Regions from separate parts of the Rattus norvegicus genome. Here region 1 is linked to region 2. Evidence: chromatin contacts called from public Hi-C data. All regions are on one chromosome and are shown on one strand. Each heading gives the region's core, a stretch centred on a gene start, on an enhancer-like site or on the middle of the called end of the contact. The rest is flanking DNA. Distances are from core to core; before and after follow the strand shown.

What was found. A called contact is a pair of places that touch in the nucleus more often than the background predicts.
Region 1: a contact with region 2 is called in a Hi-C map of frontal cortex, with 1.6 times the contacts expected there. The contact joins two enhancer-like sites. A contact is called at or near these places in 2 of 12 Hi-C or Micro-C datasets (Schwann cells and frontal cortex) and 1 of 1 datasets of contacts at active chromatin or transcription factors (oligodendrocytes).

Annotation. Positions count from the first base shown.
Region 1 is chr13:91,959,102-91,963,193 of GRCr8, reverse strand. LOC102549740 (a long non-coding RNA gene) reads left to right here. Exons shown (of 2, transcript XR_010057106.1): 2 at 4,069-4,092. Among named protein-coding and RNA genes, the nearest start is that of Zbtb18, 13 kb to the left of the region's middle. Within about 2 kb of position 2,128, at least 2 of the 93 cell types and tissues checked have an H3K27ac peak or open chromatin away from gene starts, as enhancers often do.
Region 2 is chr13:91,448,639-91,452,435 of GRCr8, reverse strand. All of the region lies in intron 16 of Sdccag8 (SHH signaling and ciliogenesis regulator SDCCAG8), which reads right to left. Among named protein-coding and RNA genes, the nearest start is that of Sdccag8, 160 kb to the right of the region's middle. Within about 2 kb of position 2,100, at least 25 of the 93 cell types and tissues checked have an H3K27ac peak or open chromatin away from gene starts, as enhancers often do.

The DNA of each region.
Region 1 (4,092 bases), core at 879-3,378, 510 kb before region 2:
GAGCTAAAATTACGGGCATTTATGACCTCACCCAGCCAATTTGCATTCTTAAAAAAAAAAAAACACCTGAATTTTAGAAGAGGTGGTTGGGAGCAGGAAGAGTTGGAGAGGGAGGGAGGAGTGTACTTATTCGTGTATAAAATTCTAAATTAACAACAACAGCAAAAAACCCTTCATGTGTTATTGTGTGTGTGATGCGTGTGCACGGTATATGGGAGACTGCATTCCACAGAGCACATGCAGAGGCCAGACAACAGCTTCATGAAGTTGGTTCTCCCAGTTTTATAAATGTTCTGAAGACCGAACTCAGGTAGTCGGGCTACACAGCGAGCACCTTATAACCCCCGGAGCCAGCTTGCTGAGCCTCCAGTTTACTTTCATGGGTGTGCTGCTCTAACCGAGAAACTCCCTGTGTGTATGGTGAGACATGTAGGATCATAGCATCTCTGTCCTCCGTGTTATGGTGCTGAACTCCAGGGTCTCAGGAGACTCAGGCAGGAAGACCGCTTAAACACAAGTGTCCGAGGTCAGCCTAGGCAGACCAGTAAGAGTACCAAGGGGGAAAGCCCTTCATCTTTATAGATGAGTTAGCTCTCAGAACCTAGAGGTGGAAGGGGTGTTACTTTCATCGCCTGGAGGAGCTTGTCCAGAGGGAAGGATTAAGTGACTTTGCAAGATCCTAAATCAAGACTGGTGGGTCCGAGAGCTAACTCGTCACAGTCATCCAGTCGTTATGTGTGGGGATACATGATGGCCCACACCTGTAGTGCTAGTCATCTCAGGGGAGGACAATACAAAAGCCCTTTCCTGGCCAATAGAGTAAGACTCTGCTTCTTATAAAACAACAAATCCAACAAGCAAATAAAAACCTTTACCTAAAACAAACAGACCCCCAAAACCCCAAAGTAGAATTTGTTGTAGTTTGTAAAGAAATCATCTATTTGTTTCCTGCATTTAAGGGAAAAGTCCGTATTCTCTATTGAACCAGACAGACAAGCTCAAAATATAACAGAATAAGTGATCTCCAGCATCTCTGGTGAGAACATACACTGTTGTTGGATATAAATGAAGATGCCTTCCTCTCTATAGATGCTGATGAGAAGAGAGGCTTCTGAGAGCAGAGAAAACCACACCGCAGAGGACCGAACTAACAAAAAAAAAAAAATGCTATCTGGGTGCATCCTGCGACTGTGAGAGATAAAAGATTATATTTTCATTTGCATGGTTTGCTGGCTTTTATTTGGCAGATATAATAACACAGGCTACTCGGAGGCCCATAAAACAAAGTGAGAACAGCAGCTCATTCGGTGGCAGAATGGAACGCTTATGGCTAAAGGGCTTACATAATTCATTTCAAACCCTTATGCCTGTATTTATTGTTGTTTAAATGAAAATTAAACTCTCACAGCCATAAGGAGGGATACGGTCAGAAATGTGATTGAGACGCTCTCTCCTTGCGTGGCTGCTGAGATTATCTGTCTGTGGTACTTAAAGACAGCCTTGGAGCTAGAAGGAATACACTCGGGGCAAGGGCTCTGTTTACCCGCTGCCCCCTTTCTGTCTTCCTAGTCAACTCTATGACTACAGCCCCAGTAAAGTAAGGCAGGAGAGAGGTCCTGGGCACTCACTGGCTGTTGTGGAATTTCTGGTTATCGGAGCCACTGGAAGTTGTGGCTAAGACAAAAGCAATGTTTAACATCCACACGGAGTGTGGCATAGGGTAATATTTTTGGGAATGGAGAAGTAATGTCAAAGAAAGGCTGGAGCAAAAGATGCTGGCCGAAATATTTAAAAAATGTGGAGTGTCTTTAAATATTATTAAAAGCATTCCTATTATATCAGCCCCAAAATATTTTTAAATCCGTGAGTTTGAGTCACTTGTGTTTTCATAAAAGACTAAGTATTTTGGCCTTTGAGTACGAGTGCTTACGCCCATGGATTTGCTGTTAAGGAAGAATTGGGAGCTTTGAAGAAACAAACATGAAACAGTAAATGTTAAATGAAAATCTAGCCTTTTCCACTCCTCAGCTGTAGGCATTGAACTCAGGGCCTCACACACACGACACAGGAATTCCGGGTAACATTGGGAAATATCAATAGCTTCAATACCAATTTACCCAGGTTCTCACAGTACTGCACAAGGGCTCTGGATATGATCTTAAAATACCAATGACTTCAATATCAATTTAATAGAAATTCAACTGCAAACTCTACAACCAGCGTCGAAAGTATAGTTTTACTTTCTTCATATCTCAGTGAGGTAATCTATAATGCTAGCACACAGGATATAATTTATAATGCCAGTTAAAAACTGTGTGCCAGTCAGTGTGCTAAAATGTTTACTACTGCTAGACCACTAGAACATCTATAATCAAAGCAGTCTTAAGGATGTTACTCTCTTATCTCTAAATTTTATTTATCTTTCTTTTTGAGAAACGGTCTCACTATGGAGCTCTCACTTGCTTGAAACTAGCTACGTAGACCAGACTAGCCTTGAACTCACAGAGACCCAACTGCCTCTGCTCCCAAGCAGATGTAATTCTCCCAAGCAGAATATAATAAAATTATATCCCATCACATCTAGGTGAACTGTTAATCATTTTTAATGGCAGTACTCTTTATCTATGCAAGTTGAGCTAAACCCATAATAGTTTATCGACTTATGGAACTCGATAAACTAATATGGCCTAAGTTTTACTCAATGTGAACCGGCGTGCACAGGCTGTTTTGGAAGTGAAGCTGTCTTGATTTGAGAGCTGCTGCATTCTTTTTAGGTGAATCGGTATGGATGTGAAAGCCATTAGCTTGAACTTTCCAAATTTGGAGAGTTTATGCCATGTAGGCTGTTACTATCTACATAATAAACCAATTTAGAAAGAGAGAAATACAGAAGAGAAGTTCTTTTAAGCCACTATTAAGCATAAGTAAATAATTCATTTTCTACATCATGAGATAATTGATAGATTTCATCTTCCTTTAGTACTAAGGCAAGCAGTGTGTGTGTGTGTGTGTGTGTGTGTGTGTGTGTGTGTGTGTGTAGCTTTAATTGTATATTCCTCTAATAGGACTCAATAAGAGAAAACACTACAAGATATACTAAAAGCATGGAGAATATTTGCCTTTGCATCTGAGACTAAAATATTACTGTTATACATATAATGTAGTCCCATATCTTTACTTCTTCCCAGGAATATGTGTCTTTGGTAATTCACTTCCATTTTTCAATCAGCTAACTTTGATAGGCTCCCAGTGGCTGCAAGAAAATCTGAGAAGTAGACAGAAAAGGTAGTCTAACCCTGATAAGAGGAGAATTTCAGAAAGAAAAGGTCAAAAGGAGGCAAGGCAGATGGAGAGAACCAAATAAAATCAGGCAGCGTTCAGAAGCAGAAGTTCTACCAGTTTTCAGTCCATTCATCTTTCACCAGTACACATACACACATACAGGTATCCCTGTACCCACATACATAAACATAGGTATTAAAATACCTACATACATACATACACACGTATACATGCATGCATACATACATACATACATACTTACAGGTATCCCCATACCCACATACATACATCATACAGATATACACATACACACATACATAAAAACAGGTATTGACATACATACATACATATACCTACATACACATACATACATAATTCTTATAGGTATACGCATATACACATATATACAGGTATACACATATACACACACATATATACATTCAGGTATACACATACCCACATAATACATACATATATACATACATACATACAGGGATACACATAAACACATACATACATACAGGTATGCACATACCCACATAATACCTATACAAATATACATACACATGCATACATACATACAGGTATGGACATACATGCATACATACATTACACAGGTATACTCATACACACATGCATGTATACATATCTGTTTCAGGGGATAAAGCCCAAGGCCTTCTGAATACACAGGAAGCAAGTGCTTTACCTAATACTAAGTTATAGTTACAATCCCCACAATCTTTTTTAATGGAAAATACTGTTCTAATTTTTTTTTTTTATTTTTAGAAAATCGTCATTCACTGAACTAAA
Region 2 (3,797 bases), core at 851-3,350:
TCGCACACAGTGCCAGTCTGAGCCTGCACGGAATAATCAGTGTATTAATTCCACTCACAGACAGTGAGATCTCTCTAACACAATCTGCCCAACCTGAACTCTTTCCTTCAGAAACGTTTTGCTTTTAAAAAGAAACTCCCAGCATGATCTCCTGAGAAGCGACATGTAACAGACAGTGCATGTGGTGCTGGGCATGCGGCTCAGAATTACAAGAGAATTTTGGACTTTGTTTCTTCAGTTCCATGTGCATAATGTGCATGTGGCCGAAACTGACATCAGACATGGAGAGGAAAAAGCCTTGGGGGGAGAGGGATGGGAGGGTGGTGGGAAAGACAGAAAATATGTTGATAAAAACAGTAACTTCTGTTAATCTACATTTTCCAGTCACTGTCTTAATTAAGAATGTTAGGGAATATGTTACAGTTTAATTGCATTGTTTCAAGAAACTTCAAGGCTGACAAATTCCAGGCTGTGTACACTTGGAAAGAAAAAGGGATCAGAGTGACAGTTTCTTCTAATTGGTGAATAACAATCAGAATTAGGCTTTTCACAGATACCGGCCCCCAACGAATCCCAAATTCACCAGACAGAGCAAGAATATCCTAACGTTTAACATGTTAGCAAGAAATGGGCTCTGGAGAAAAGAGAAGCAGGCGTGTTTCAAATGTGTAAGAGCACAGTATATCGCAAAATACCAATAGTTAGTTAAGAATCACCACAGGATTTCCAGATGACCCCATTTAACAAGAACAAAGCCAGAAACAACGCCAGTTTGCAGATGATCCCCACCCCTAACCCGGCTCTCTCCTGCTCCAACCCAGTTACAGAGGCCCTGGCTCCCATGCTTCTCTCTGCAGGAGGTTGTGTGTTGTACAATGGACAAAGAAGAATGCGCTGTCACAGCTCACGTCCTAAGAGACGCTGTGGTAGACACATACTTTACACAGCTCTGATTTTTCATGTTTTTATTATTGTGGTGTGCATGAATATATATGAGTATGGTATGTGTGTGCACCTGTGTGTCTGCATGCATGCGTGGTACATGTGGAGATTTAGAAAACAAGTCTGTGGAGTTGTTTCTCTCCTTCTACCTTTATGGGGGTTCTGGGTATCGAACTCGTCTAGACCACCAGGCTTGCACAGCGAGTGGCTTTATTTACTGAACCACATGGTCAGTCAGTTTTAACCTACAAGCTGCTTCCTTTCCTTGCTTCTATTTGGGGGAGGGGCTGTACAGCTGGGGTCAGACAAGACAGGCGAGGCATCAATATTCAGTATGCTCTGTTCCCACAGGGCTCAGAAAGACCAGGAACTGACCAGTCACTCTCAGCTCTCAAAGTTTAATGAAATTTTGCTTAATGATTCTCTCAGGTCAACCCACTGCTTCCTTGGCTGTCCTTAGCCATTTGACCTTCTAAGCCAACTTTTGACACATCTGAGCCTCAGAGTTAGTTATGTACCCTAGAGGGAGTAGACCTAACTTTTCTGGCCACTCTAGATTTTGCTGCTTGTACAAAGTTCCCCACTCAGCAACAGAGCACAATGCTTGCCTTGCAATGACCATGTGCTGCCTGCGCCCCAGGCCTCACTGCTCAGCTTATGCTCATTCTGAACTGTAAAACAGCATCTGAGCTCCTGGGTGAGCCAGTGGATGTCAGGTGTGGCCCAACAGCCCAGTGACGTCACTGGTAGAGACAGGGAGATCTCCATTAGTGGCAGGCTCTGCTCTCACGGGCTCCTGGCGACCTTCACAGCATCTCCTGGAGTCAGGATGGAAACACCGGCCCTTGGGAGTTAGACAGGCTTCCTGCAGAAGGCATTTGTCCCGGCCCTGAGAACTGTAGGACTGAGCCTGGAGCCCTGTGGAGGACAGAGGGACAGCACACAAGAGCAGGCCTGCAACATGGCTAATTAATTACCAAATTGGGGGCAGAGAGGAGAGTTCACAGGGGCCTAGAGCCCAGGAGAACCTAGGCATGTAATTAACAGTTGAAAAGTTCTAGTCAATTCTCAGAGTTCCAAGAACATTAAAAGCATACATAATGCTGCAGGGAGGGAAGCAGCCGCCGCCCCAGGGCCAATCGCCTCTCCAGCAGCGGCAGGGCTGCTCCCCTGCTCCCAGGACTGTTTGTTCCATTACACAATCTCCTGAAGCCATTTAGAGAGAGCTCAAACAACTGCCTGTACCAACGCGACACATGGCTTCCCATTCCGACTCTTTGCTAATCCAGACGCTGCAGCCATCTTTCTTTAAGATGCCATATGGTTGGCAGAAGCCTGCAGATCTAGCAGCACATCTGCTCTGCCTTGCTCCTTCCCTTGCTCCACCCCCAACAAAGGAGGGCTAGGGAGGCAGCCCATGAGGAGGGCTCCCGTGCCCCTGCCCGGCTGGAGCTCCTCTCACACACTGTAGCACAGCAAAGCTTTTAAGGGATGACTAGGAACTATTTGGGGGTCCACCATTTTTAACATTGGGGCATGGTGATTTTCTTTTCTTTTTTCTTCTTTTTGGTCTACTGATGATCTAAAAACAAGATTTGAAAAATAAAACATAGAATCTTGTTTCCCCCAAATTTGATTATTTTAAAGCCGGTTCTGAATGGTCTCCTGTGATTCTTGCAATGCAGTCTTCTACCAGAGAGCCTCCACCCTTGCTTGAGTAGTTTCTTTTTGGTCAAGGAAGACAGACTCACTGAGGGAGGAACAGATCCTGAGCTGGCTTTGTTAGCTAGCATAGCGGCTGTATGCTAATGAGGCAGCTCCACAAGGGGCTTTTTTGGTGTGATGAGCAGAGACTGTTGACACTGTTGAAATCCTGGCTCTCCTGGCCTGTGAGTCCATGGGCTGTCTCCTTGGAATCTGGCCCCCAGTGAGACAGTCTATTCAACTGTCTGATGACTGAAACCTGGCTCTCTCTAACTCTGAACAGTTTGAGGGTGGGGGAGAGGGTAGAAAATAGTCTATCAGGCCCATGGTCAAAAAGACATCAGTGAAACCGACAGAGTTCTTCTGCACAGATACATAAGACAGATAGATCCTTGGGGACAAAGGCCATAATGAACAGAGTCCTGAGAAGTGCGGGTGAGGGGTACAGTGACACTCAGCACATGGGGCTGCCCCCACTGCCACATGAGGAGCAAACTAAATGTCTGACCTCCTCGTAATTTGGTTTGCACCTTGTGTTGGTTAACCACACGCCATTCTTCATGTCTGTGGGAATGTGGTAAAGTCAGAAAGGAAGTGACTATCCTGCTGCGGCCAAAGACGGAGAGCAGGGGAGGGGAGAGACACGCCTTGGATGCTGCACATGCTGTCTGAAGCATGACTTTCCTTGTCCAGAGACCATGACAGACAGATTCTCATTTCAGTTTGACAGAGGAGGAGACTTATGTTTGGAAGGAGGGAAGGAAACAACATCAAGGAAAAGCCTTTAGCAAACTTCTATAGGTAGGAAGTTTCCAAATTCCAACACCCAATGTAGGTCTCATTAGGGATCTAGGTCTGCTTATGCTTACGACCTTGTTCATAGGGTCCATACTGTGAGCAATAAAGCCAACTGGCTATCATCAGTATGCAGACGGGGTATCGAACTGTAAATTCATTACTTACAATCTGCAACATGGATAAAAAGCTCATGTACCTGAAATGTAAAACATAAGGAATGGCCCGAGAAGCACAGAGCTCTGTGACAGGAAGCCAGCCACAGCATCCATGCACACACAGCCACAGCATCCGTGCACATACACAGCCACAGCATCCGTGCACATACACAGCCACAGCATCCGTGCACATACACA